6 separate regions of the Mus musculus genome follow, and regions 1, 2, 4, 5 and 6 are each linked to region 3. The links are chromatin contacts, called in public Hi-C, HiChIP or PLAC-seq and promoter capture Hi-C maps. All regions are on one chromosome and are shown on one strand. The core of a region is the stretch at or near the end of the contact, and the rest is flanking DNA. Distances in the headings are between cores, read along the strand shown.

What was found. Promoter capture Hi-C pulls out the DNA fragments that hold promoters and counts their contacts. Hi-C and Micro-C count contacts between places; a contact is called where the count stands out from the background. HiChIP or PLAC-seq counts read pairs in DNA pulled down with a chosen protein or histone mark.
Region 1: a contact with region 3 is called in an H3K27ac HiChIP or PLAC-seq map of microglia, with 5 times the contacts expected there. The contact joins the enhancer-like site here to the promoter of Ercc6 in region 3. A contact is called at or near these places in 6 of 39 promoter capture datasets (the 3T3-L1 cell line, embryonic stem cells, frontonasal cranial neural crest and 3 more), 1 of 484 Hi-C or Micro-C datasets (forebrain) and 1 of 115 datasets of contacts at active chromatin or transcription factors (microglia).
Region 2: a contact with region 3 is called in an HNF4G HiChIP or PLAC-seq map of pancreatic cancer cells. The contact joins the promoter of Ankrd28 here to the promoter of Ercc6 in region 3. A contact is called at or near these places in 2 of 39 promoter capture datasets (HPC-7-derived erythroid cells and pre-B cells), 2 of 484 Hi-C or Micro-C datasets (the G1E-ER4 cell line and embryonic stem cells) and 2 of 115 datasets of contacts at active chromatin or transcription factors (bone marrow-derived macrophages and pancreatic cancer cells).
Region 4: a promoter capture Hi-C map of stem cell-derived epiblast-like cells shows a contact between it and region 3, with 2.4 times the contacts expected there. The contact joins the promoter of Hacl1 here to the promoter of Ercc6 in region 3. A contact is called at or near these places in 2 of 39 promoter capture datasets (embryonic stem cells and stem cell-derived epiblast-like cells) and 1 of 484 Hi-C or Micro-C datasets (embryonic stem cells).
Region 5: a contact with region 3 is called in a promoter capture Hi-C map of pre-B cells, with 2.5 times the contacts expected there. The contact joins the promoter of Mapk8 here to the promoter of Ercc6 in region 3. A contact is called at or near these places in 4 of 39 promoter capture datasets (hematopoietic stem and progenitor cells, neural stem cells, neutrophils and 1 more) and 2 of 484 Hi-C or Micro-C datasets (CD4 T cells and embryonic stem cells).
Region 6: a Hi-C map of embryonic limb bud shows a contact between it and region 3, with 2.2 times the contacts expected there. The contact joins the enhancer-like site here to the promoter of Ercc6 in region 3. A contact is called at or near these places in 3 of 39 promoter capture datasets (cranial neural crest, frontonasal cranial neural crest and stem cell-derived epiblast-like cells) and 5 of 484 Hi-C or Micro-C datasets (embryonic limb bud, gonadal supporting cells, myocytes and 2 more).

Annotation. Positions count from the first base shown.
Region 1 is chr14:33,309,622-33,313,954 of GRCm38.p6, reverse strand. The region is part of intron 4 of Arhgap22 (Rho GTPase activating protein 22); the gene reads right to left. Among named protein-coding and RNA genes, the nearest start is that of Gm41130, 80 kb to the right of the region's middle. Within about 2 kb of position 3,069, at least 24 of the 459 cell types and tissues checked have an H3K27ac peak or open chromatin away from gene starts, as enhancers often do. A contact at or near this core is called in microglia, where this site is marked.
Region 2 is chr14:31,827,354-31,832,022 of GRCm38.p6, reverse strand. It overlaps Ankrd28 (ankyrin repeat domain 28), which reads left to right and starts at 1,608. Exons shown (of 28, transcript NM_001024604.2): 1 at 1,608-1,696. The coding sequence starts at 1,670.
Region 3 is chr14:32,510,560-32,515,214 of GRCm38.p6, reverse strand. It overlaps Ercc6 (excision repair cross-complementing rodent repair deficiency, complementation group 6), which reads right to left and starts at 1,694. Exons shown (of 21, transcript NM_001081221.2): 1 at 1,616-1,694.
Region 4 is chr14:31,637,737-31,642,502 of GRCm38.p6, reverse strand. It overlaps Hacl1 (2-hydroxyacyl-CoA lyase 1), which reads left to right and starts at 1,538. Exons shown (of 17, transcript NM_019975.3): 1 at 1,538-1,714; 2 at 1,905-2,009. The coding sequence starts at 1,625. Btd (biotinidase) reads right to left here and starts at 1,446. Exons shown (of 4, transcript NM_025295.4): 1 at 1,368-1,446. The coding sequence starts at 1,378.
Region 5 is chr14:33,444,201-33,448,692 of GRCm38.p6, reverse strand. It overlaps Mapk8 (mitogen-activated protein kinase 8), which reads left to right and starts at 1,535. Exons shown (of 12, transcript NM_001310454.1): 1 at 1,535-1,678.
Region 6 is chr14:33,028,406-33,033,029 of GRCm38.p6, reverse strand. Wdfy4 (WD repeat and FYVE domain containing 4) reads left to right here. Exons shown (of 59, transcript NM_001146022.2): 41 at 3,935-4,083. Among named protein-coding and RNA genes, the nearest start is that of Lrrc18, 39 kb to the right of the region's middle. Within about 2 kb of position 1,654, at least 5 of the 459 cell types and tissues checked have an H3K27ac peak or open chromatin away from gene starts, as enhancers often do. A contact at or near this core is called in embryonic limb bud, where this site is marked.

The DNA of each region.
Region 1 (4,333 bases), core at 1,820-4,319, 800 kb before region 3:
GAACAGTGGAGATAGTAAAAGAGGAAGGAGGGAAGAGGGAGGAGAGAGGAGGGTAGGGCTGGGAAAAAACAACCTCCCTCCCACCCTGACCGTGCATTGTGCTCCCTACTGCCACCTAGTGGTGGAAGAATAAAAGACCAGGGCAACGATTCAGCGCGTCTCTTAAGCCAATTTGTTGGATGCTAGCAGGCTGCCTGGCAGAAGCTGCCCTCTGCTGTGTGCTCAGAGCACAGAGGCACCACTGGGTCAATGCTCTATCCCCTGTGGGTTTTCTGTAGTGATTCTCAAGTGTGTGGCCTGCTTTCTGGGAATACCTTAATGCTAATCCTACTCATTGACATTGGGAATGGTGGGTATGAAATAAGGCCCTTCCCAAGCCATGCTCGGTACTGGCAGTGAGGCGATAGGGATGTGGAGATGGGCTGATGGGAACCACAGAACAACAGCTTTTCCGGAGGGACAGGATTGCCAGAACTTTCAAAGCCTGACCTCCCCGCTAGGCTGAGGCCTGCCAGTGCTCAGTGGTCCTCTCCCACACCATCTTCTGCCCCTCCCCCCAGGTAATCTGCATTGGGTAGGTTTGCTCAGGCTTTACTTTAAAAAAAAAAAGATTTATTTATTTATTTTATTTATATGAGTACATTGTAGGTGTCCTCAGACACACCAGAAGAGGGCATCATATCCCATTACAGATGGTTGTAAGCCACCTTGTGGTTGCTGGGAATTGAACTCAGGACCTCTGGAAGAGCAGTCAGTGCTCCTAACTGCTGAACCATCAGATTTTACTGTCCATAGCCTGGCCATCCCATGCCCTCCCGAACCAAACCCAGAAAGCATTCTTTATAGACTCCAGACTGGGGATCTGCAGGGAGGCATGAAATCAATTCTCCAGCACTTTAAATAAAAGTGATATGGGGTAGGGGTGTTGGAGGGCACTGGACCTAAGCATAGAACTGTTTTGTCAGACCCCTTGACAGTGACTGTCTGGGTCTTGGGATACCGGTAATGTTTATTTCATATTTCTGTATCTATACCATGAAAATACTGTATTGGTGTGTCTCCTTGCTTCCAGAAACAAAACTCTTGTGTAAATTAGTCCCCAGACTACCCCCCCCAAGCTCTCCTAACTGATCACTCCTTTTTCTGCCTGTAAAAGAAATCCCCCAATCTTTGCTAAACCACTTAAAAAAAAAAAAAAAAAAAAAAAAAAGCAAACCCACCACCTATGGCCACAAAAGGCCCTCTATCCAGGAATCCGAGGACACTGGCTATTGACTGGCCTTGCATTTACATACCCAAGGGAGCCACTTAAGTGGCCCTTCACAGGACAAAGATCAGCTTCTGTAGGGTTAAGAGAAGAAAGCAACCCTCTGCCCTCCACATTCCTGCAGTGCACACCCTCACGGAAGGCTGCTTCTTGGACACATTCGAGGGGACTGCTCTTAGCCTGTCCCACATTCTTCCTGCTACAATCACTGTGGAGAACCAGTCTGCACCAGACATGGGAACTCTCAGACCAGAGGCCCCGCTGGAGCCCTGAGTATTCATAGATGACTAGAGCAGCAAGACCCCACCTGTCTGCTGGCTAGCTGAAGGTCTGTGTTCCCTGACCCCACAAGCTCCAGGTTGGCCTTCATTGAAAGGCCTGATTTTTCAGCATGCTGGCATGTTCCATCCTTCCTCCACAGGGGCCGTGGGGGTCCTGTCATTTGAATGTGTTGTCTGAGGCTCGTTTGCTGGAAATGTATTCCCCAGATGTGAATGTTGTATGCATCTGGAGCTTTGGGAGACTATTAGAATTAGATGGGGTTGTGAGGGTGGCACCTCAGGGTGGGATTAGTGCCTTCATAAGAACAGGAAGAAGGGCCAGGAAGAGGCTCAATCAATCAAGTACTTGTTGTGCAAGGCTAGGACCTGAGTTCGATCCCCAGAACCCACATATCAGCTAGGCACAGTTCTAATTCCAGCACTAAGGGGAGATTGAGGCAAGAAGGTTTGGGGCTTGCAGGTCAGCAAATCTATCAGAATCTATGAGCTTCAGGTACAGTGAAAGAGCCTGAATCAAAAATAAATAAATAAATAAATAAATAAGGTAGAGAACAAATAATGAAGACATCCAATGTCAACCTCCACCCATGCGTGCCACACAAGTACACACATGTACACAAACATAAAATGGAAGAGCAACATAGGCTAGAGCCAGCATAGTCCCTCTGTCTCACCACGAGATGCCTTTACCACGTAGGCTGCTGCGTAAGATGCTGTGGGAGGTCCTCAGCAGAGGCTGAGCACGGCGGTTATGCACTGTCATGTGTCAATGTCAACTAGTGTTCTGGGCCATCAACCTGACGTCATCTGGAATTAACTAAAACCCTCACGTGGTAGGCCTCCCTGTGGGAGACTTTGCATAACTTGAAGTAGGATGATCCGCTTCTAATCTGGATCTTTGAGATAGGAAGGCGCATCTTTAATCCGGATATTTTGAACTGAAAACATACACCTCTCACCTGGACCACACCTTCTGCTAGGAGCCTATGTTAGGACATGGAAAAGGAAGCTTTTATTCTTTGCCTGCTTGCTCTTGCCTTGCTAGCAAGTCCACCCCTTCACTCGCATCAGAGCCTACTTCTTTGGAATTCCAGCATAAACTGAAGATGAACTGAGACATCCAGTCTGGTGAACTGAGAGACTACTGGATTCTTGGACTTTCCTTTCACAGACAGCCACTGTTGCCATAGCTGTACCACAGCCCATAAGTCACACACACACACACACACACACACACACACACACACACACACACACACACACACACAGAGAGAGAGAGAGAGAGAGAGAGAGAGAGAGAGAGAGATTCATTCTATAAATTCTTTTACTCCAGAGAACCCTAACTAAAGTCTTCCCAGACTCCAGAACCAAGAGCTAAGTAAATACTGTTACCCACTGTACAACACTAAGTTATAGCAACCTCCGGAAGGGACTCTAGCCAGCTCAAGCGTGGCGAGCATGCTTCTGGCAGGCCTTGCTCTTTTCCCTGATTCCCTCTGCCTTGCTAAAAACCGTTAGATTACATTCCTAAAGCTAGCTACCAAGGTCTATTCCCTTATTTGGACACTTCCTCCTCCTGAGGCTGACTACCAAAGTCCAGCTAGCAAAGTATTGAAGTCCAGCAATCAGAAGCCTCCTTTGGTTCAACTAATTAGCATGCCTCATCCTAACACAGGGTTTCCCTTTTACCTTTATAAACTGCCATTTTCCTATGTGTCAAGTCTGTCTCCTGTCTATCCAGTACCTATCCACGATGGGACAAAAATACCTCTTCTCCCTTCTCCCTTGTCCCCTTCCTCTTCTCCCTCTTCCTTTGTTTCCTGCCCATGTCTCTTACTCCCTGCTCTCTGTCTCTCTGGGGCACATGCATCTCCTTTGTGCTGAGAACTTGGTCTTGGGGGTCCTGAGCCCCTACTTTTCCTTTCACCTCCAAAGCAGACTAAGGAAGGCTCTCCCATGCACCAAGCACCTGCTTTGTGCTAGGCAGTGTTCCATCCGCAGCTCTTAACAAGGAGGCTCAGGGCATTGAGTGGTGTACACAGCTAAGAAGCAGCAGGTCCTCCCATGAGCCTCTTAGATGCCTACATCTCTACCCCTTCCCCTAAGCCTTGGGATCTCAGGGCGGGTCTCAGAGGCTCCGGGTGATGCTGCAGGTAGAGTGATGGTTGTAGCATGGCAGGAAGCACTGGGCAGAGAGGAGCCCGGGAAGACTGAGATCCCACTATGGGAGAACAGTAGGAAGAGGGGCTCTGTCTTCTTAGTTTCAGTTCCTGAACGTGTGCTGAGGGCTCCAAGGTCAGACAACTGGTGTCTGCGGCAAAGTGCAGTGTCGAGGGCAGGGGCCATTCTCAAGTCCACTGTGGTACAGAGGGCTGCCATAATGTGTACCCACACACTGTGTGGCTTAAAACTCCTGACTCTGTGAGAGATCTGAAGAGCAGAGAGCTGCAAGATGTCGGTAGGACCTGCGGCCTCTGAGTCTCTAGAGAAGCATCCTTCCTTGCCTCCTACAGCCTCTTGTGGCTTCCTTCCTTCCTTAGCATTTTTTGGAGTAGGCTGCAGTCTCTGTCTCCACTCCCAAAAGGTTTTCTGTCACTGTGTCCCCTGCCTCCCCACAAGGATTCCAGGCACTGGATTTAGGGTCTGTCCAGCTTGAATTCAGTTCAGCTAATTGTATATGTAAGCACCCTACTTCCAAATAAGGTCAGACCAAGGTGCCAGCAGGCATGAATTCTGGGTGGGGGGAGACACTATCTGCCTGGGACAGCAACCCCCTCCATCTGCC
Region 2 (4,669 bases), core at 359-2,858, 680 kb after region 3:
GGTGACAGAATTCTCATTTCATCGGCCAGAGTTGATGCAGAAAGAAATTAGGCACTGAAGAAAATGCAAAGCAAGAATCATTTTTTTTTTTCTGGCTAAGCCTCTTCCATCAGTTATGAGAATTCCTCCATTTTAAAGTAGCAAATACCAACCATGGTAAAAATGTAATTTTAGAAAAGCAATTGTTTCAGCAGAATTATGGCATAGTTATGTTAAGAGATATCAGAAGGCTCTTAGTGCATTTGATCTTGCACTTTGATATTTTCTGTTCTTATGGGGCTAAAGAGTTGTTTTTAATAATAGCATTATAATAAACTGACAGTCCTGGCACTGATCCCCATTTTTCTAGACTGCCATTAGGCTCAAATCGATTCTCTAAATAAAGTCTGTCCCAAGAGACACACCAATGCAGGGAAAAGATGAGGTTTGGTTTTGTTTTTTAAACCAACCCGATATCTCACGTTTGTGTTCTAACCATCTGTACCTTTTATTAATCAGGGGCTGGAGCCGCCCAGGCTGACAGACACAGGAGAACAACAATCTTCTCCCACACAAGCCTGGAATGGTAACAGTGTGCGGCTGCCTAAGAAAGAAAAGCCTTTTCTGAGCTGTGGGTTGGCGTGGGTGTGTGTGCCAGGGCGAGGGAGTCATTCCTCTTCTCCATCCAAGGATGCTATTTATTGAAAATCCTGCACATCTTTTTGAAAAAATTGATTTCTTTCAAGTGGGAGGCAAAAACCCTTTTGATGATAAAGAAGAAAGGGGGAAAAAAAACACATGCAAGATTGAAAGGGGCGCTTTGGAGAGAAATGTTCCGCGGTCACAACCTGTTCAGGCTATGAAGACCACACCCTTCAGTCTCGCGTGCCAGCAGTCCCCCGGTGACCACGTCTCCCCCAAAGCCCGCGGAGACATTCTCACTCTCGCTCCACGTGCGAGTCCGGTTCCCCGCTGCCCTCGCTACTCTGTTGAAAGCAGCATCGGCCCGGAGGTCTCCCTGGCTCGCACCGGCTCCGGCTGCCTTCTCCGCACCTGACTGAGCTGAGCTTGTGCACGCCACCTCCACGTGCCATCCCGGGCCGTTACCCGGTACCCAGTTTCCGTCCCTCCCCACCTCCAGTCCGGGCTCCGCCCACCGCGCCCGGGGCGCGCGCCCAGACGCCCCGCCACCTGGCCCGCCCGCTCCGCGCGCCGCCGCTTCCTGTGCCCCGCCCCTCCCTCCGCGGAGAGGCGGAGCCCGGGAGCGAGCGAGCGCGGTGGCGTGGCCAATGGGCGCTCGGCTTACTCTGGCCTCTCCCCCGCGCGGCCGCCAATCGCGGCGGGCGGTGGTGGTAATATTGTGGAGTGGAGTTTGGATGCCGCCGCGGCCGCGGGCTGGAGCGGCGCGGCGGCGGGGGCTGCTGGGGTATTTCGGGAAGGGGGTGTGAGGCGGCGGCGAAGGCGGCGGCTGCGTGTGGGAGGTGGCTGAGAGCTAGAGGGAGAGAGCGAGAGAAAGGACGGAAGAAAGAGGGCGGGAGTCCTTGGAGGAGGCGGGACCGGCGGGGCTCTTCGCGGCGGCGGCGGCGGCGGGCGGCCGGGGAGGCGGCGCCGCCCCCTGCCCGCGCTCTCTTCAACGTAGCCGGCCACCTACCCGCCGGGCGCGGGTAGTGGCCGAACAGCGGCGACCGCCATGGCGTTCCTCAAACTCCGCGACCAGGTAGGTGAGGGGCGGCGGGGCGGGATCGCGCCACCGAGGAGTCGGAGGAGGGTGGACCAGCGGCGTGGGCCGCCCGGGCGCCCTGTCGGCGCGGTGGCAGCGAGGGAAGAGGGTGTCCCGGGTCGGCAGCCGTGCGGGCCGTCCGCCTGTCAGTGCAGCCCCAGCTCCGAGAAACCCACGTGCCGCCGGGGGATCGCGGCCGCCGCCACAGGGGCGGGTTCTGCGCTCGCCGCCCTCGCGTCCGGCGCGCTGCCGGGTAGGCGCCTCCTCTTTCCTGCCAGGTGAGGCTCGGGCCTAACAGGTGGCTTTGCGGTGCGGAGTCGGAGCGGGGCAGGCGGCGGCCGTGACCTGGGGTCACGACCTTGCCCTCGGGTTCGCTTCGCGGGGCGGTTCACGGTCCACCGCACCGTCTCTGCGGAGAGGTAGTGGCGGTCGAAAGCAAACCCACCGGTGCCGATGGATTCTGCTGGGGACTGGTTGTTACGGTGCATATTCCCAGGCTGGTTTTCTCTTGGCATATTCTGCACCATCTTGGTTTAGTTTTCCTGACTTAGGAAGAGCTTGTCAAAGAACACCTGAAGTGCTCAGAAGACTGCAGTACACTGTGGGCTGGGAAAAATAACTCTGTATCTACCAATGAAATCGCAACTATGTCTGAATGAACGCTTGTTACCCTTTTAAAAAGGCGAGAAGGTGAATTACCAGACGCTCCCCAGTGTTTGTCTCTTTTAAAGAAAAGGGAAAGTAACGAGTGGATTTTACGGAGTCGCGGGAACCTATTAATGCTTGAGTACCCCTTTTGCCATTGTTTTTCTGAATAGGAGATACTGAACAGATTTGAAGGGAAACCAATCAGAAAGTGGGCACAAGCTTAACAAAAACGATAGGGAAAAACTTAATGTTTTATGTCATTTTCTACCAATTAAAACTTAAGTTCTGAGTCTAGCTAATGTCAATTCTCACTTAAAAAGTGAATATTCTACTTAGGCTGAATGCTGACTTTTAGTATCATTTGGTATCAGCAGAATTTTAGCTGATATTAACAATAGGGCATGATACTTTGAAAAACTCTGGTTGATAAGTTTGTATTTCAAAATCTGTGAATAACTTTACTGTTCAACATGTTCCATTAGCTACACATAGAATCTTTGAGTTGATTAAAATTAAGAAAGCACAGTTTCTCAGTTGTGCTAGTCAAAAGCACACTTTTCAAAAGTGCTCACCAGCCACAGGTAGCAAAACCTTTCATTGCACAAAGTTGTCAGGAAAAAACAAAAAAATCTGTTAATAACAAGCAGAGTTCAAGCCCAGATCATCTAATTCATATGTAGTTAATACCATGAAACTCAAGATCTAGATTTTCAGCTAATCTTTATTACTCTAGTAACTCTTTGTACCTGAATATTTGGTTGTAATCCTTCACTTTTGGAAATGTATTTTGTGATTTGGTCATTGTGTGTGTTAGGGATTTGGTAGACTGTTAGAAGATCTTACTTTATAAAAAAAAATGAATAAATAATAAAAATCTATTGGCATCTGTGCATTTGAGTGTTTAGTAACTACAGTTTTGAAGCAGTCGTAACACTGATTCAGTTTTGTGTAATATTCTTTAACACTCAGTGGTGATATTGATTTTTAAAATGTTACCTGTAAACTTGAGAATCCGTGATGAGTAAGTTAATGAGATGGCATTGCTGGGGAAGACTTACTGTATTACAAAATAATTGGCTCATCTAGTTCTTTTGAAAGACAACTGAGTTTTTCTTAATTTAAAGGGAATTGCACTTGTTTTTAGAAATCAGTTTATTGATATGTTTCAAGACATTAGAAGTGATGATAGAAACGAAGTGGGATTCAATAGTTTAGTGTTTTCCATTTCTAGGGAAAGCATATTAGCTAGACAAAGTAGTTTTTGGAGGAAAGGTGAGAAGACCTGTATATGTACACAGGATTTTAAATCTGGAAGGTAGTTGATACCGCTTTTAACGCAACAGCTTTATATACATTCCAGTTAGGAAGTAGTATAATTTTTTTAACCTTGCAAAGAATAGAAGGAAGCTAGACATGAGTAAGGATTTTCTTCAACATTTAAGTATGAGAATGGTTCTACATGGTAAAGATATAAAGTCAGAGATGAGGAAATGACATAATCAGTAAAGAGCTTACTGTCAGCATGAGGATCTGAGTTTGATTCCTGAAACTCAGTAAAAACCTGGGGCACAATGGCACATGCTTGGGATCTCTGCACGGGGAGGCAGAGGCAGGAGAATCCCTGGGGCTTCCTAACTTGCCAGCCTAGCCTGCTTTACTCCTGAGGAATAACACTGGACATTGACTTCCGGCCTCCACATACACATATGCAACCACAGGAACACACACACATACACACACACACAAGATACACAGGGAAGACAAATATAAAATCAGTAAGCAAATAAGGAAATTGTCCTCATTCATTCTGTAATCAGAATAGGACAGCATTTACTTTGTGGCAGCATGTAATTCAGCGAATAAGAAAGAATTACTGTATTACTTTCTGCCTATGGGTGGATGAAAATATTTTTTAAATTGTTAGTAAAATGAAGCTTGTTTTCTGTTGATAACAGTAGACATGAACTTTTTTCCTGAATTACTTCACTTTGGCTTGTGTAACAGTGGCAGAATTTTCTCTCCTGAGGTTATCACGGTCTATTTTATCTCCTTAGGTGATGAAAATTACTCATATATGGTTACATTTTAAATCATAAACATTATGTTCTATTAAGAAAGATTGTTGGTCTTTGTTTAGGTTCCCCATTTCAGAAGCTAAGTAGCAACTGACACTTACTTCAGTATATAGAAAATGATGGGGAGTGGTGGAGAGGGGGACCTTAATGTCAGACTTGTTAGTAGCTGCTCAGCCCCAAGCCTTTGTTGTGCAGGTATGTCTAGTATTTCTGGAATTCCTTTTTCCTTTAGGATACCAGAAGTCCA
Region 3 (4,655 bases), core at 445-2,944:
GAAGATAACTCCACAAGGAAGAAGCCTGGGCCTTTCCTTGGTCAAAGTTGGGATGGGGGAGGAATGTGAGAAGAATGAGTCTATCCATGAGAAATGAACACTGCAGGCGTGTGCTTTCCAAAATGATGGATTGGCAACACTCCAGTGCTGCCCAGTTCCCTCCTCTTGTAACCAGTAGGCCTTGGAGAAAAGTCATTCCTTGGGATGGTCAGAGAAGTGGTAGAACAAAGGAGTAAGAACTGAAAGGGGCCAAGAAGAGCAGCTGAAGTTAACAGCCTGGAGTTCATGGTGGGAGGGGAAGGAGGGCAAAAAGCTGTTTAGCTTCTAGCTATAGCCAGAAGAGAGCTTGCATGTGTGGGCGAGAGAATGCACATGGGGGTTGGGGGGAGTATAATGTAAAGAAGGATTTGATCAAAGCACTAAAGTTTCAGAGGTGAACTAAATCACACACTGACAAAATTACTGACTCAATCAAATGAGGCATGAGGCAGTTCCCCCTAGTCCCCTGGGAGGCCAGGCATTTAAAGAAAAAATGGCTTTAGTATAGATATATACAAGGGCAACTGTGGTGATGGCCATAAAAAGAAGTTACATAACTCGGCAATTAAGAGAGACCTAAGTAAAACTGTGAAGGTAAGGTGTGAGGTGGCCTCTCTGACAAAGTGTCACTCTAAAAGATTAATGAGATTTGATCAAGGTCAAAAGCAGAGTTAGCATCTCGAAATGAGATAATGAATAAAGGCTGGAACTCAGTGAGAACTTTGTAACCAAAATTCAAGAGCTGATTATAGTATTGCTCGCTGTGTAAATCTTTCAGTCGTTCCAGAAACATCTAAAAGTTACAAAGCTAGGAAACCAGACTTGTGACTTGGGTTTTCTACGGCCACAACCAAGCTGGATTAGGGTCTGGAGAGTTATCTGTACATAAGTACGGTGTTGAAGCGAGAAGGGACAAGTTACACGGGTCCGGGGGCGGGGGGTGGGGGGGTATGCTCTTAAATTATATTTCACTGAAATGGCTCTCAAAAAGTTTAAGGATGCGTGACAACAGCAGGACCCAATTAATGCTCGTAAAAGACCAGTTTTGGATAACAGAGAAATAGCAGTGCAGTGCTAATAGGATGAAGTCAGGAGGAAAAAGACGAGAGGGCTCGGAAGAGAAGGACAGCGGTGAAGATGACACCGCGAAGGGTACCGGGTTACAGCACTTACAGCTCTGTCCCTCCCACTCAACTTTGCATCTTACGGAAGGCGCCGGGTATGCACCACCCTGACTCTCCCTCTCAAGGACACCATCATCGTCATCCAGACCCACCAGAGCCCTGTAGGCCCTGCACGCCGGGCCCCATTCACAAACCCAGAAGCAAATGCAAGGGGCTGGTCCGCGCCCCCACTGCCCCGTGCCCTCCGCTCAGGTGAGAGCCGGCGCCACACGTCACTTCCGGTTTCAGGTGCGCCTGCCGGAAGATATCCGGCCCACGGGCGAAGCCGCGGCTCGCTCGGACGGGCTCCGCCGCAGAAGGCTAGACGCCCACGGCGCGGGGCCACAGCCTCATGGAGAGCCCGAGGCGCAAGTACTCTCACCCGGCCTTCTGTCCGGCTGCCGAACACTCACCCAGAACCACGCGGCTGCCCAAACGAATTCTTCGTCGCTACCGCCGCGACGGAGCGTTGAGACAAACCTTAGCGCATGCGCCCTAGGCCTGTGCTAAGCACCGCCTCTGGGGGCGGGCAGGACCAACGGCGCCTGCGCCTTGCTGAGCCGTTTGTAAGCAAGGGTTTGCCACGTGCGTTGACCAAAGGGAGCCGCGCGTGGCCTTTGTCCTGGGCTAGGTTGGACTGTGTGGTCAGTCTGTAGCCATTTGAGCGGCTTGTATCATTCTTGACAAATGTTATCTAGTTTTATGAATTAAAAGATATTAATAAGTTATTTCTCCGTCACCACCGGTGAAATAAGCCAATTTAAACCAGATTATACTAAAGGCAGGTTTATTGGAAGGCGGTTGTCTGTCGAGTTCACTGGCCCCAAGGGTTGAAGTCGCCATTGTGGGGGTGGGGGTCGTGTATGCGTAGAGAGAGAAGGAGAGAGCAAAATGCCTGGATTTTTTTGGGAGGAACCTCTGAGGGAAGGGCAGCCCAGGCCCTGGGCTGGGAAGTTCAGGGTTATGGGGCAGGGTATGCCAGGTAGGGACTGAGACATGGTATGCCAGGTACGGACTGAAGGATGCTGGGAAAACCTGGAGGCTTTGATATGTAAAATACGCATCTCAGTCCCTTGTCCCTGGGTCTGAAACCAAACTTTCTTTCTTTTCTTTTTTTTTTTTTTTTAAATTTGGTTTTTCGAGACAGGGTTTCTCTGTATAGCCCTGGCTGTCCTGGAACTCACTTTGTAGACCAGGCTAGCCTCGAACTCAGAAATCATTTTTAGAGAAAGAAAAGGGAGTCTGCCAATGAGTGACTAGCTAAAGGTGCTCAAATCCTTTGCTTTGACATCCTCACCTCACCGCCTTAGTCATCTGGCACATCTTAAAACCGAAGAGGAAAACGTACCTTTATGACCGCTCACCAACACCACCCCAAGACCTGGGCAGAGCACCTGAGTGCATGTACAACATGCAGGTCTACAACAGATGGCTTAACTACATTAAGTCACTTAATACTTGTTAACTAATATTAACTATCTAAGCCAAGTAGTAACATTCTTTACCCAACCAAGAATCCTGGAGGTGGTCTCGCTTAGGTGAGAATTTACAAAGAAAAAGCCCAGTTTCCCAAGAGGTAGCTGAATTAAACTGGGAACTAATTAGCCCAGAAATGCCAAGAATAGAGAAGGTGGAATTGTCAGGGTCCTTGGCACGAAGTCCAGTGTAAAGGCACAAAACTTTGGGGGGCAGTAGTGAGAGGCTCCTCACTGCCATCCCCAGCAACCCGCCAGTTTATGAAGCAGAGTCAAAAGATTTCATTAAAGACATTTTAATCAGGGCTTAAGCTCAAAGGTTAAGGAAAGGAGGGGCTCTGCGAAGCAAGTGAAACACACATATATTCGTGCTTCTCAGAGAGCCACGACTGTCATAGCATTAGCCAAATAAATATTACATCTCAAGAGATTGCTAAGAATTCTCTGCACACACCACCCCTCCTATTATCCTTCTCCTAGTAAATCAGATTATAAGGTAACTCTGGAGATACCTTGGGTAGAAGTAAAACCAGGCTTGAGCTGACCAGGTGGCCACCAAACCTCAGGACCTGAATCCTGTCTTCAGGACCCACATGGTAGAAGGAGAGAACCAACTCCCACACCTTGTCCTCTGAACTCCAGGCATGAACATTATCTCTGTTCTCCTTCTCCTGGTCTACTCCTCAAGCTTATAAAGCTAAATTATAAAACCCCTGCCTGTGCCTAGAGGGATGGGATCATTTCCCCTGGCAGTGGTCTCCGAGCCCGCTCTTCCCCATCTCTGCTCTCGCCTATACCTGTGTCTTTACCCAGGTGCCCGTCAAGGACTTCGTTTCCTAACTGTACCGGGGTATTAACAACACAGTTGGAACCACTGCTGTGCTTGTGAAGTTTCTTACATAGGTCTGATGGAAGACCTAACTGTATCACCTAACAACCCTGCCCAACATGAAAACCCACAGCTGACCCAGGCATGGTGGCTCGTGCCTTTAGTGCCAGCTCTTGGGAAGCATAGGCAGGGAATCTTAGTCCAAGGCCAAGCTGCTCTACAGAGCAAGTTCCAAAATAGTCAGGGCTACACAGAGAAACCCTGGCTTGAAAAATCAAAAGAGGAGGAGGAAAGTAGTTTATGGTAAGAGGATGGCTCCTGTGCCCACCTGAGTACTACAGACACCAGTCTCTAGAACCAGAATTTGGTCTGTGCTACCTGTGTCTTACAAAAGCCAATGAGAAGAGACAGGAATTTTACCTTCAAGTGCTCTACTCGGAGATTCTCAGCTAAAAGCTAAAAATGTCCTTGGTCCTGTCAGTAGCTTCATCCTTGTCAGAGGCCAAATATGCCACAATTGTTTAAGCCAAAATATTTTTGCCAGAAGTCAGGATGTAAGAAGGGAGGCCTGGGTTTGTTTGTTGCTTTTTTTTTTTTTTTTTTTTTCCTTATTTCTCTTCTCCTTAACCTGCACCCCTTCCTGGAAGCTCTATGCAACGCTATGACTGAAACTATAAACACTCATTTCTTAAAGAACTTTGAAACTATATTTCTGGATTTTCATGTTGAAGATGGGTTACATCCGGATCTGCTCCAAAATCTAGAGCATTAGATACATTGTCTCCCACCTTAAATCTAGAGCATTAGATACATTGTCTCCCACCTTAAATCTAGAGCATTAGATACATTGTCTCCCACCTTAAATCTAGAGCATTAGATACATTGTCTCCCACCTTAAATCTAGAGCATTAGATACATTGTCTCCCACCTTAAATCTAGAGCATTAGATACATTGTCTCCCACCTTAAATCTAGAGCATTAGATACATTGTCTCCCACCTTAAATCTAGAGCATTAGATACATTGTCTCCCACCTTAAATCTAGAGCATTAGATACATTGTCTCCCACCTTAAATCTAGAGCATTAGATACATTGTCTCCCACCTTAAATCTAGAGCATTAGATACATTGTCTCCCACCTTAAATCTAG
Region 4 (4,766 bases), core at 289-2,788, 870 kb after region 3:
CCCTGCCGTCTGATTTTTAAGAAAGTTAAAATTTAGGGCCTGAGATATAATTCGGTGGTAGAGTGCTTGACTAATATGTGCAAAGTCCTAGGGTCAGTCACTAGTATTGCTTTTATGACTTATTCTTTCTTTGAGTAATTAAAAGACATGGTCTCTCTACATAGCCCTGGCTATCCTGAAACTCACTAGGTAGCCCAGGCTGGTCTCAGACTCGCAGAAGTCGACATGCTCCTGCCTCCAAGTGCTGGGATTACAGATGTGAGCCACCACATCTGGCGCTACGATGCCAAATCTCACCAAAATAACAAATAACATTTTAAGCATACTGCCAACAAAAATAACAGGGAGTATGATTAACATATTCCAAGTCCACACAGAGTGCTCTGTATAAATTACAGCGCCTGGGATCCTTACACTGAAGTTGGATGGAACAGCAGTGACTTTGCACTTGGAAGACAGTCACGTCACTTCTGCTTAATCTCTACAGGCAAGGGAAGCAAGGCCCGCTGTACCTTGAACTGCTAGGCGAAGGCAATAACCAGCTCAATGAGTTTTCTCTTTGCCAAATGGCAAAAATGGCCAGTTGAAGACTGATCCTTAATAAATATAAACCAACCAACCAACCAACCAACAAACAAACAAACAAAAGCCCATTCGATCTGAATCACAGTGATTTGTTCCCATCAGGGTCCAGTTTGCCCTTCATAAAGTGTTCTGCCAGTAATTCTGAGAAAGCAATCGGTGTTAAGGGGCCAAGAATCCACTAATGTCTACAAAGCACGCGATGCCAGGGGTCAAGCAGGCTAATCCATGAACCAGTAAGTAGAAAACCAACACTATTACTTTGGTAAAAGTTAAGCAATCATACATTAATTATTAAGCAATGGCTCTAACAGACCTTAGTGATACCCAACTGGAACAAAATAAGTAAATATAAACCAGGCAGAGGGCAGGAGCAGCTACGGTGTTAATAAGTTTATCTCTTGAGCAATTTTGGTGTCATCTCTGATTAAGAATACACCTCTGCTCACAGACTTCTGGAACGTGCACATGATGTGGGGTGCAAAACCACAGAGTTATAAAATCAGAGGGCACAGGAGCACGACACTGTACCCAAAAGCCTGTTTTTTTTCCAACTTTACACTCTCCAAGTTACCCGCGTCCCAGCAGCCTTTGCGTAGCTTGCCTCCAATCAGCGGGAAGCCCCGGCGAGGGCGGGGAGGCGCGGTGGGGCCACGCCCCCTCCTCGCCTGGTCTCTGCAGTCACCCTCCAGATGTGCCATCCCCTCCATACCGGACTGAGCTGTATCGCTACCCTAGTGGAGGACAAAACCAAGGCGAGCATCCTCAGAGATTGGGTTTCTTACCTGCTTCGCATAGGACGCGGCCTCCGGCTCGTCCCGCCTCCTGCTGATGGCGGAGTCCGGAAAAGACTGACTGGAGAATGGGCGTGCTTACATGATCGCCTCACCAAGGACTGACTTCTTGTCCCGCCCCTTCTCCCCTTTGCTTAAATCCGTTGGGCTGCCCTCCTGTCTGTCAGAAGCGGGTGTCACCAACAACAACTCTTAGGCTAGTGAAGCTGTGAGCTGCGAGAGTGCCTTGAAGTAACTTTAGGTGGAAGATGCCAGAAAGTAACTCCGCAGAGGGTAGCGACAGAAGCGAGGAGCAGGTGTCTGGTGCTAAAGTCATCGCCCAGGCTCTAAAAACTCAAGTACGATGGATCCCTCGGGTGTGAAAGGCTCTACAGAAGCAGACGGGGACCTCGCGTTGTCCTAGAGACGGAGGGCAAGGAGGCGGGGGCGGGGGTCCTGTAGGTCTTTCCTTTGGACCCCCCGGGAGGGCAAGAAGGCTGGGTCACCTGATGATAGTTGTTTGTTGCCCCTTTTCCCTCCTACCCTCAGGATGTGGAGTACATGTTCGGTGTCGTAGGCATCCCCGTGACCGAAATCGCCCTTGCTGCCCAGGAACTGGGCATCAAGTACATTGGGATGCGGAATGAGCAAGCGGTGAGTCTTGACACAGGGACCAAATGGCAGCCATTCGATGCACACAGCGTCCCATCGTTTCTAAAGCATTGCACGTACCACTGTTAATCCTCCTTGACAGGAAAATGAGAAGAGAGAGACTAAGTTAAACTTGCCCAACGCGAGTCATTTGGTAGTGGCATTTGAACTCAGGTATTCTGAGTTTGGAGCTATGCTTATACCTTTCTACCGTAGTGTACTCTGCCACATCCAAATATCAGAATCGAAAGGGGTAGTCTTACTTCACTACTAGACTGTTAGTTCTAGCAGAGAAGGCATATTGATTCATCGCTAGGTAAGTGTATTGCCAGCATCTGATGTAGTTCCTGTACATGACAGGTGTCAGAGAGTGATTAGTGATTGAAGGCCAGGACTCATGCAACATAAAGTGGAAGACATTATAGACGGCAGTGCCGTCATTGGAACTCAGGGCTCTCAAACCCCAGTTTGGTGCTTTCCCTCAGCATTATGCCTCCCTCCTTTGGGGTCTTACCTGGGAGAGGGAAAACCAAAGGACATTTTATGAACCCACTTAAAGTATTTTCTCTGGCAGCCCAGGATTACCCTCTCTTAGCAATCCAGGCAAAAATATCAAGTATCTGGTGCAGATGAAGTGGTTCAGTGAAGTTCTACAAAGCCACGTAACCTCATAACCTGAGTGTAATCTCCAGGGCCTGTATGGAAAAATGAAGGCGGTTTCTGATTTATGATTCATGTTGTCCTTGGACCTACACACACACACACAGGCTGAGTTAAATTGTTTTGGACCTACACACACACACAGACAGGCGCTCTCTCTCTCTGTCTCTCTGTCTCTCTGTCTCTCTGTCTCTCTGTCTCTCTCTCTCTCTCTCTCTCACACACACACACACACACACACACAAATAATTTAAAAGATTAAGAATTGGGGCTGAAGACTTAGCTCAGCAGTTCATAGTACTTGTTGCTCTTTCAGAGACCAGGATTTGATTTCTGGCATCCACGTGGTGGCTCCCGACCTCCCATAACTCTGGTTCCAAAGGATCTAACGATTTCTTCTGACCTTCATGGGTGGCACACACGATTCACACCCCCCCCCCACACACACACAGCTGTCCCTTCTGCTGCCGTCACTGCTGTCCTGATCCACGCTCTTGACCCCTTTTCTCTGCCATCCGATGTGAGTTCCATTGGGTGTGGCTCATTTGCTTTCAAATCCCCACAGTACTGACTTGACTTGAGGTCTCTATGTAATCTAGGTGTGTACTACACTATTTGCTAATTGAAAGACCTTTATCAATAAGGCTTGAAAGTTATAGGGAGTGTTTTTAATCAGAAAACTGGTAGGTATTAATTTGTGTTGTTTACACTTTTATTCCCTTACCTCTTTGTTTTTTCCAGTGCTGGGAATTGAACCCAGGCCCTTGTGCACACTAAAGCAAGCACTCTGCCACTGAGCTGTACCCTTACCTCTCAGTTTTCCTATGTGGAATAACCTTCTATTCTTTTACCTGCATGAGAAAGGATAGGTGCTGATCTGTATTTTACTATTTTTCTTGAGTATGTTTGCCCGTTGTTTCTTCTTCATGCAGTAGACATGCACTAAGTATGTACTGTATGCATGATGTGGACTGTATACGCGGCAGAAGAGAGGGATATAAAGAAGATATAAGGTTTATTTTTCACCTCCAAGTTGATGAGTTGGGGGAAATGAGGGTAAGACACAAAAAGACAGTCTGAAATAATTTAGCTCCTCAAAAAGGAATCCATAAAAGGGAGAGTAGTCACACACAGTGTGTGACTGGCTGTCCTCACTGGGACAGGAAAGATTGCTCATAGAGGTGATGGCTTGTCCTTGCTGCATCAGTATAACTTAAAGGCATGGCAAACTGTGAGAGTGGGTAGTTAGGCCAAAGGATGGTGATGGAAAATCTGCAGCTCACAACTGCAGTCCCTGTAGCTACTCAGCTGAAACAGAAGATTTCAGGTTTGGAGCCAACCTGGTCAGCTGAGACCATGGAGGGCTTGGGTTATCTTTCAGTGGTAGAGTACTTGTCTAACATGTCCAGTGCTCTGGGTTTCCCTGGTACAAAGACAACAGACTTGAATAAACAGACAAATCCATACAGTCTTCTGAGAGAGCATCCCACAGAGGATGATAAGGGAGCTATCTTGAAGAAAGAGTAGGCATGGCCTGTTAGGAAGGGAAAGGTTAGCTCTTCTAGAGGTGACCCCTAGGTTAGCGGCTTACATGACTAGATGATATGGCTACTGACTGAGGCTTAGAATAGAGAGAGGAGGACCATTTACAAGGGAAGATGGCAGGTATAACGATGGAGTTTTCAAAGGGAATACTCAAAAGTGCTCAGAAAGACTCAGGCACAGGTTTGTGCTAAAGAGAAAGGTGCACTTGGCGATTGCTTTATATGTTGTCTGTCAGGTTTTTAGAGTAGTCAAGACATTCGTGTGGCCAGAAGCTAGGAGGTTATCAGGGATTTAGCTATATTCTAAGTATTTTACATGTCTGGGATTGCTGACCTTGTCCTCTTTGGGGTGCTCTGAATTATATTCATTTTGTAGATGAAAAAGCCAATGTGCAGAGTAATTTCTCAAAATCACACAGTAGAATGTAGGAGAACTAGGCTCTGAGTCAGAGCACTTTGACTCCAGATCTATCTTGAGAACTATGTGTGCTGAGGGGATGTAATTTGATAGAAAAGTAGAGGGTTTTTTTTTTTTTTTTTTTTTTTTTTAGTGGTA
Region 5 (4,492 bases), core at 286-2,785, 930 kb before region 3:
ACCTTGAGAGATCAAGAAAAGCATTCTGTGATAAGAGGTTTGTTTGTTTGTTTTTTGTCAAGATGTCAGTACAATCATGCTCTCCACTGCTGAAGACATACCAGGGCCTTCCCATTACACCTGTAATAAAAACACCTCCAACACAGGATTTTGTTTTTATCAGTCTTCTCATTTTGCAATGTCTTCTTTGGTGTCCCAATAGAGCTGGCCTGTCTTCAGTTTTCCCAGTCTACCCCGTTCTGGAACTCCTTGTTCGCACATCAAGTTAACTCGGACATAATCCCTGGTCAAACCTGTTCTCAAATTAGGAGGCAGCTCCTTAGAGAAGGCTTTCCTGGCCTTATTAATACATTGGTTCCTTTCATAGTTGGATGTGTCCTTAATTTGCATTTTAGTGTCGATTTGATTTGGTGTATAGTTTATTATCTTGATACCACAAGAATTCTCTATAAGTTCTACTTATTGCTAGTGCTAGTACACTGCCTTTAAGAGAATAGGCAAGCAATAAAATATTTACTGGAGAAATAAGAAATTAAAATTAAAAAATTGCTGAGAGATAAAATGGGGGGAGAATAAATGAATGAGTGCTCACATTTGCTTCATGATAGCATCCCTGGAGAAAGACCATTTTAACATGTAATGGGAACAGTCTACCTGAATTTACTCAATACATATTTGTATATTTTGGAAATCACAGTATACTACACAGGTGTAAGAGAGACTGCCCTTTATTTCCTACTGTCAAAGCAATTGTCATACTTTTTTTCCAAGTTTAATATACTGTGCATGTAATATATTTTATATAAACGTAGAATCATTCTATATGTATGTGTTGCTTCTTTCTCTTAGTGATATTCTCCGTTGTTGGCGAGAATGCCTTTGAACTCTTTAAAGTGCTAAATATATTTTGCCTCATGAATGATAGTGATTTAAATACCTTTCCATCCATTGTCGAGGCTCGTCAGTTTATCCGTGAATAGTTAATATTTGCGAGAGCCGCAAGGACTTGCAGGTAAATCAGGTAAGGCAAAAAATCTGGAGCAGGAGGGTTTGGGGGGTAAAAGGAGGTAACTTCTTCCAGGGAGCTAGAGAACATCTACTCCTTGGTGGGTGGTAGGCCCTTGAAGAGTATCTGTCAAACCAGGACTCTCCGTGGTTCAGGTGTGTGCCCTGGCACGCGTGCCTGACCTTCAAACACTAACCCCTCCTCCCCGCGAGGCTAGCAACCATGCAGGCTTAAGCTATGACTGGTGTTTCGCCGCCACGCGCCGCCACGTGCCATCGCAGACCCGCCCCCTGCTGCTCCCGGCCCCGCCCCTCACACGCGGCCGCCCAGACGCTGCTCGCGGCCCCGCCCTCAGGGGAAAACCTCCGCTACTGCAGCCCGCCCCCCAGTGTAGCCACGCCCAAGTCGCGGGGCCACGCCCTCGTAATCCGGGCCCCCGGGGCTGGCCCGCCCCTAGGCCGCTCGCCGGCGCGGAGGCGGGGCCCTGCGCGATGACGTGGGCGGGCGTGCGCGTTGACGGCCCGCGTCTCTGTTAGTCAGCGGAGCGGCCGAGGCCGGACGTTGCGGCCGAAACGCGGAGCCGCGAACAGGATTGAGTAGCGGCCGCGGCCACCGCAGGACGGCGCCGTTCTCCGCTACGGGCTTCCAGGTCGCCGTTGGCTGCACTGCCGGGTGAGTGCGCGGGCGCCGCGGCTCGGGCGGCCGCCGCTTTTCCCCGGCCGTGACCCCCTCCCGGGAACGCGCGCGGGGCGGGGGCGGCGCGGGAACAATAGCGCGGGCGGCGGGGGCAGCGGGGGGCGTGGTCCACTCCGCGCGACCTGGCTTCACCGCTCCGGCCGGCTTCCACGTCGCGCGGGGGGAAATGGAGCGGGTGGGCGGCAAGTTCGGAGGTGCTCCCGCGGAGGTCGGGCCGACGCGACCGTGCATACGTCTCCCGCACCCACGGGGAGCGTGTTTTGACTGTGGGCGGTTTCTTTGTGCGGACGTGAGTGCCGCGACGCCGAGAAGAGCCGGGTGGCCGCGAGCGCGCCGGCCTGCGGGCCGCGCCTTGAGAGGGGCGCCTGCCGCTGACCTTTTGACTTTCCCCCGCCGCTGTCCCTTTGTCTTGCGCTTGGGTTCCTAGTCCAGACAAGGTAGAACCAAGTCCATTGTAAAGTACCGTAAGGAACGCATTACATTGTTATTCCCGAAAGTTTCCCATCCCACCGGGAATTTAATATCATGTTGACTGCACAGTGTCCGGTAGTTTCTATTTTTACTTCTGAAATTAAGTGATCTTTTCAGTAGAATTCTGGTCTGCCGGTCTATTGTGTTTTGAGATCAGCTTCCACCAAGTACCTGGTCAGTTAGAACATGTTTATTTCATTCATTCATTTGGCAACAGTTAGTGCTGTATCCAGGTGGAGAAGATGTGAAGGCCAAGAGAAAGACCCTTAAAAATTAGGGTAGTATGGAACAGAATAGATGTGCCTTTAAATGAGACGATTATGTAAGGGATGTATGTTAAGTAAGGTATTTGGCTCATTTGACTGGAACTTCCAAGGATAGTGTTAGGAAGAATATCCAGGTTTGGCTTAAATATACTACCTTTATTCTTAAATCCCACCCCCCCCTTGTCAATTTTCGTATCATTGGTAATGGTTACTTCAGTTCTCTTATTGAGGCTGTTAAACTTGGAAGGTTTACTTCTGTGTCTGACGAAGTAATCAAAATGGTACTTAGAGGCCTATTTTGCATCATTTCCCCATCACCAAGCATGGAAGTCATACTCATTGGGTTGATTGAAAGACTTTTATAGACAAAAATTTAAAATAAAGCCTTAAATTCTCCACGAAGTTTCAGATGTGTCACATACCACTCTCAGTTGGCTAGATCATAAATTAATAGAGGATGTTACCTGTTAAAGACCACCAAAGGGTTTGGAATCACTTTTTCACTTCTAGGTTAACTATTCCTGATTTTTTTCTATATAGTTAATAAAATAGAGGATTATGGCTTGTGTGTATAGTCATAAAAAGTTGAGTAGCCATACTTAAAAGTCAGAGATGCTCCAAACTCTCCAAATGAAACACTTACAGTGTCTTGTAGATAAAGGGGATTTACTTGGTACTCTGTCATCAAAGTTGAGAACTTTGTCCACTTCTAGTATTTTAGGTAAGAGCTTTCTCTAGTCATGTATGAATACACCCAGACACAACAGTGATGTTTCATTAAGAATCTAGCATGATTGCATTTATCTCCCTTAAAAAAACTTATGACGGTGGGTGTGCCTGCATGATGTTTTTGTGGGGTGGGGTCACACATGCCACTGTGTGCATGTGAAAGCCTAAGAGCAACTGTGTGGGCTTCATTCTCTTCTTCCACCTTTCTGTGGGGTCTGGACATGGAACTGGGTTCCCCTGCTTCCAGGAACCTTTACCCAGTGAGCCATATTTATCTTTTTGTGACTATTATTTCACAAGGGTTTCGATGATTTAAGTTTGAAAATCAACATGTAAATGTATCTTACAAATATTTCTAGTAGTTCAGCGCTGCTTAATTTCTTTAGAGGTGCTTACTAGAAAGGTTAAATCTTAACTTGTATTTAACCAACTCACAAAGCATATGGGTTTAAAAATCCAAGTTTTGGTGCATTTCCACTATTTGAAAAGTATCTTTTCAGTATGAAAGTAGTTCAGATGAACTTATTTACTGGTAAGATAGGAATGAAAAAAAATAAGAACATGACTTTGTTACTATAAGATATAGATCTTGAGACAGCAAACTTTTATTGCTTTATCTTGTTAAATATATTGGGTTCTGGAAGGGACTCCAGAATTAAGAAATTATTTGAGTGATTCAGACTCTACAAAGGTTCAGTTAGGTTGTTTTCTAAATTCTGTTGTTTAAACAGCTTTTTTTTTTTTGATACTTAATTCACATAAAAGAGTTACCCTTATAGAGTATACTTTTTAGTGGTTTATTTGTTAATTATGCATTCATCACTACTATACTATTCTGGGTCATCATTTTGCACAAAGAACCCCCACCCCTTTTAAAAATAATCTGTCTGGTGTTTGAAAGGAACAGAATATGTTACCTTAGTGAGTTTTATCAGCATGACAGACTAGGAAACTATATGCTTCCTGCTCCTTGTAATCCTGAGAGAAGTTAGCTGGAAAGGGATTAGTGTAAGAGTAAACTGAGGCACAAATGGTGGCGCATGCTGTAATCCCAGGATTTGGGAGTCCAAGGCAAGATGAGTTTGAGACTGTTCTGGGTCCCAAGCTAAAGAATAAATTGTACCAAAATGAATACAGTTAGGATCATAATCCATGACCAGTATTATGGAAATAGGCTGGAGAAGATGCTAGATGGCAGTGAAAGAGTAATTTGTTGTTAATAACTAGCTGTAAACCATCCTAGTGGTATCGAGGGGTTGCTGAATAGGAGCCAGCTTCTTGTTGCTTTGCTTTGCCTGTCACTTGACAAATTTGAGTCATCTCC
Region 6 (4,624 bases), core at 405-2,904, 520 kb before region 3:
TGTTCGCTAGTCCTAATAGCATGAACTGAGGGCCCAGGAAAGAGTTACATTGTTCACCTGAAACAGAAGAGAGAAAATAGACGTGGGCCTCTCCAATGATGGCTGCTTCCACTGACCCGTCTGGGCCTCAGCCTTTCCATCTACACACTTTAGTGCCGCACAAGATTATAGACTAGTTATGCTACCGACAGCTTCCCTTGCCCTTCCTAGACACATCACTGAGATCTGGCTTTGGGGCCATGTGTTCTTACAAGCTGACACTCCGTGACTCCGGTTGTTGTTGTCCCTCGTGTTTTATCTCCAGCCTCTCCGGCTTTCCAGACAACCTGTTGGTCACCACCATCCGCAGATGGAGGGATATTTACTTTCTTAGTTATCCACCCACTGGGAATGACCATACATCATCTAGCAGGTCTTTAAAAAGTTCTCCTGGAGAAGCAAAAGTTCCCCTTGTCTGAAGTGATCGATAGCATCAAGGCATGAGGGATTTCTTAGTCATGAGTAAACACGGATGGAGCCCTCTCAGGGCTCATTTAAATGGAAGAGCAGGTAATAGTTCACTTGGGCTCGTTTTCTAGATTTTAAAATGCCATTTCTTTTCTAGCAGAATCAATTTTTAAGCTATTAACCCAGCTCTCTTTAGACATTTTTCTTGTGGTTTGGTTTATTCTGGTTGTTACTTAAGCCTCCCAAAGGGAAGCATCAGATCAGACTGTGGCATGTGAGCCAAAGCCCCGCTGCCGGAACTGTGGAGGGTTTAATGGGGATGGCATCGAGGGAAGGGGAGATGTTCTAGGGGTGCCTATGCCAGGGCTGGTGCTGTGGCTTCAGGTGTCACCTTATGAACTTGGGGATGGGACCTCCAAATTTTACCTGTAAAAGATACAGGGAAAAAAAATAGTTGAAGCAGCCTGGCATAACTCTAGGTTATCAGTCTGTATTGTGATACTATACTAAAGGACTTGAAGCTTAGTGCTTTATGAAGAAAAGAGATTTCTTTAGGTTTATGAGTCTGAATGGCTGGAGGCTCGTATGCGGTGATTATCTTCTAAATGACAGAGTCTCAGGGTGACACAGGGCATCATGTAAGATAAAGGGAGTATGTGTGAATGTGTGTCTTTCTTCTGATATTCTTTTAAGGAAAACACCCAGTCTTAGAGGCTTCACCCTGATGATATTCTTTATATACTACTATACTACATATTATAAGTATACAATAAATATACCACACATGCGAGGGAATCCAAAAGGCCCTCCTTTATACCCTCTTACCTCACAATGGGCATTAGACTGAGTTCTTGGAAAATATAGTCAAACTGGATTCAAGTTGTAGCACCTTCCTAACAACGGTGGCAAGGCATAAATTTAGTGCTGATTTACAAGGGAGCAATTGGCAATAGCTATGGGAATTTAAAACATCCTCACCCCGAACCTCCAGTCTTGTTAATAGAACTTTATTCCTCTGCTGTACCCACCAATTCACAATGAGTTTGGCAGCTCTGGTATGCCAAATATTTGAAAGCAATTTAATCTATAAAAGATTGGTCAAATATCCTGCAACATAGTAAAAATCAGACAAGTCTACAGGAGGTCATTAGGAAGGGGCCCTGCAGTGGGCTGCAGACTAGCTGTAACAAGGTAACTGTGTGAAACATGGCACTTATGTAAAGACAGAAAAGTGTAAAGAAAGCCCAGAGGGGCTTGCATTCAGAAGGCCTTTGTGAGGCAGCCAGACATCCCCTGATTCCTAGCCTGGTTCCCCTCTAATCTTTGTAAACTCACTGTAAGATGAAACATCCCCAAACCTCATTGCACCGAATCCACCAAACTAAACCACTGGGTCCATTAAACTCCTGAATCCACCAAACCTAACCATTGAGTCCACCAAATAGCAAACTGATTGAATCTACGGTGAAGCCCTAACTGCCTTTTCCAAAGGCCTCATCAGCTCAGGCTGTTTGCAGGAACTGAACCTCAGCTCTGGCTTTGCTGATACAAACCACATTCAAACCACAGTGCTTGTGACCGTGGCTTACTTATCTAGTTCTAGAGATGGGGTTTATAGTGCAGCCTGGCTTCAAACAAGCCTTGCAACTAATCCTCCTGGTTTAGAATCCCAAGTACTGGGAATACAGACACATGTCACATTCAGCCTTTAGATCATTCCCCAACTTACACACACACCCCACAGACACACACATGCACACACCCACACACACACACACCACAGACACACACACCACAGACTCACACTCCACACACATATCACATCACTTACCCACCCCCCCAACACACACACTACACACTCACATACCGCACACTCATACCACACACACACTACACACATACTTGGGTCAATCTCACCCAGACACCCCTGCCCCTTCACACTTTAGTGCTGGCATTATAGGTGTGTGTCACCCTTGCCTTTCAGTTTTGCATTTGTAAGGATGGAAATACTTGGAGACAATATGGACGCTGGCCTTATTCTTAGTCCCTTTGGTTTTCATTCATTATTTATTCATTCTTGCTGGAATGTAAGTCATTGCATTGTCACAGGTCAGAATCCTTGGAAAGCAAGCTGGAATCTCCATGTGGCTATGCTCTCAGGGAGTATTTTGGAGTGGGGAAGTCAGAGCTGACCCAGGATGGTTGTAATGCAGAGCTAATCACACCCAAACAGTGGCTCTGAATTGAGGCAAAGGGGCTCTAGTCTCATGATTCATGTTGGCCTGTTGTTGAGGGCAACTTGTCACTGGCGCCCCGGGTGCTCTCTGTCAGTGAAGGAGTGTGGCCTGCGGTCCAGGAGCAAGGTTCTACATGGACAATGAACATTCAATACCCATGCTTGCCTTGGCTTTACAGAGACAGCAGTACCAATCTTACACTTGTTTTGAACATACCTTGGTTCTACTCCTGGCTCAGCTATTCATTGGCTATTACCTGGGCAAGTTTTTGTCCCCAGTAAAACTTGTCTTGATATGAACTGGGGAATGCTTTGTTTGTCGTGGAGCTTAACAGAAGAGAAACAACTTTGACATGCTTAGGAACCACAGCAGTGAGTCCCAAGTGGTACATCTACAAAACACTCCCCAGCATAAGGCTCAGGAAATGTGGCAGAAGAAGGGGGCAGAGAGATTGTAAGAGGCAGAGAATCAGGGAATTTGTTGTGGTATGTGTCTCCTAGGAAGGGCCAGAAGATACTCCTAGAAAGTTCACCAACATGATGACCTAAACATTATCCAACAAGGACAAGGACAATAGATGTGCTAATGGGGATAGGAGAAAGCAAACGAGGCTCAATCCTACACAAAGAACTGCTGGCAACTAAGGACTGCTGAGAACAGGAGAAATAGTCTCCTGTTGGAGCACACCAAGTGGTTATTCAATACCAAATTATCAGCCCTGAAAACATACTTAAAAGTAACATTACACAGACTGCATAATTACACAGGTTGTATTTAAAAATATGTATGCATAAATGTATGCATGCGCATGTGTGCATGTGAGTGTGTGTGTGTGTAAAACAATAATTAATAGCAATAGAAGTCTTGAATTTGAAAAAGAGTAAGGAGGGATATATCAGAGGATTTGGAGGGATGAAAGGGAAGGGAGAAATGGTGTAATGATACATATGTATATGTTAAATACATATATATATATATATATATATATATATATATATATATATATATATATATTAAATGACACCCAGATGGATTGATAAGAATGGTTGTGTCCATATGTAGATTAAAAACTACATGGGATGATGGTATCACTGTGCCACATGGGCTGTGGTTGAGATTGTGTAGCCTGCCATTCTTGCAAGCCACTACCACTGACAGTTCCAACTGTCCTGTGAGTTCTTCATAAAAATCACGGGCGTGGCGTGTTTCCCAGGCACGCGGTCTGACTTTGGCACCCTCTCTCCCTCCAGGTGTCACAGAAGGTCCCCATGGTGATTGTGCAGGGCCACCTGGTCTCAGAGGGGATCCTGCTCTTTGGCCAGCATCACTTCTACATCTGTGAGAACTTTACTCTGTCTCCTACAGGCGATGTCTACTGCACCCACCACTGCTTATCCAAGTGAGTTCTCCACTTCCCCCAGCAGATTCCCCCAAGCCCTGCCTACTTCTGGTTTCCTCTTCTCCCCTTCCTACTGGTTATCATAGGCTTAGAGCCATGGAATAAAATAGATGACTCTCCAAAGACAGCCTATGGGCTGGGTAGCAACATGGCAGCCCTGTATGTCTCCCCTGCCAGGCCATGTGTCTTAGTACTTGAGGACCTTCCCTCAGGTTACTTGGATAACAGACTTCAGTCACATCAGGGTATGTATTCAACGACTCACTGACTGCCCACTGTTCTTATGAGATAGTGGCTGCTGCCCAAGTCACTGGAATGACATGGGCTACACAGACAGGCTTCTTGGCAAAGAGGTCAGAGCACACTATCATTCTGGAACAAAGCATACATGATACAGGGGCTCTTCTGTTACCATAGCTGGGAGACATCCTGACTGATGAAGGAAGGGAGAGCTGCCTGATGATATGGCTAGAATCTAATAAGGCCGAGGTTTGGACAGTACTTTTCCAACAATTATCCGGGTAGGGTGGCACATGGGTTA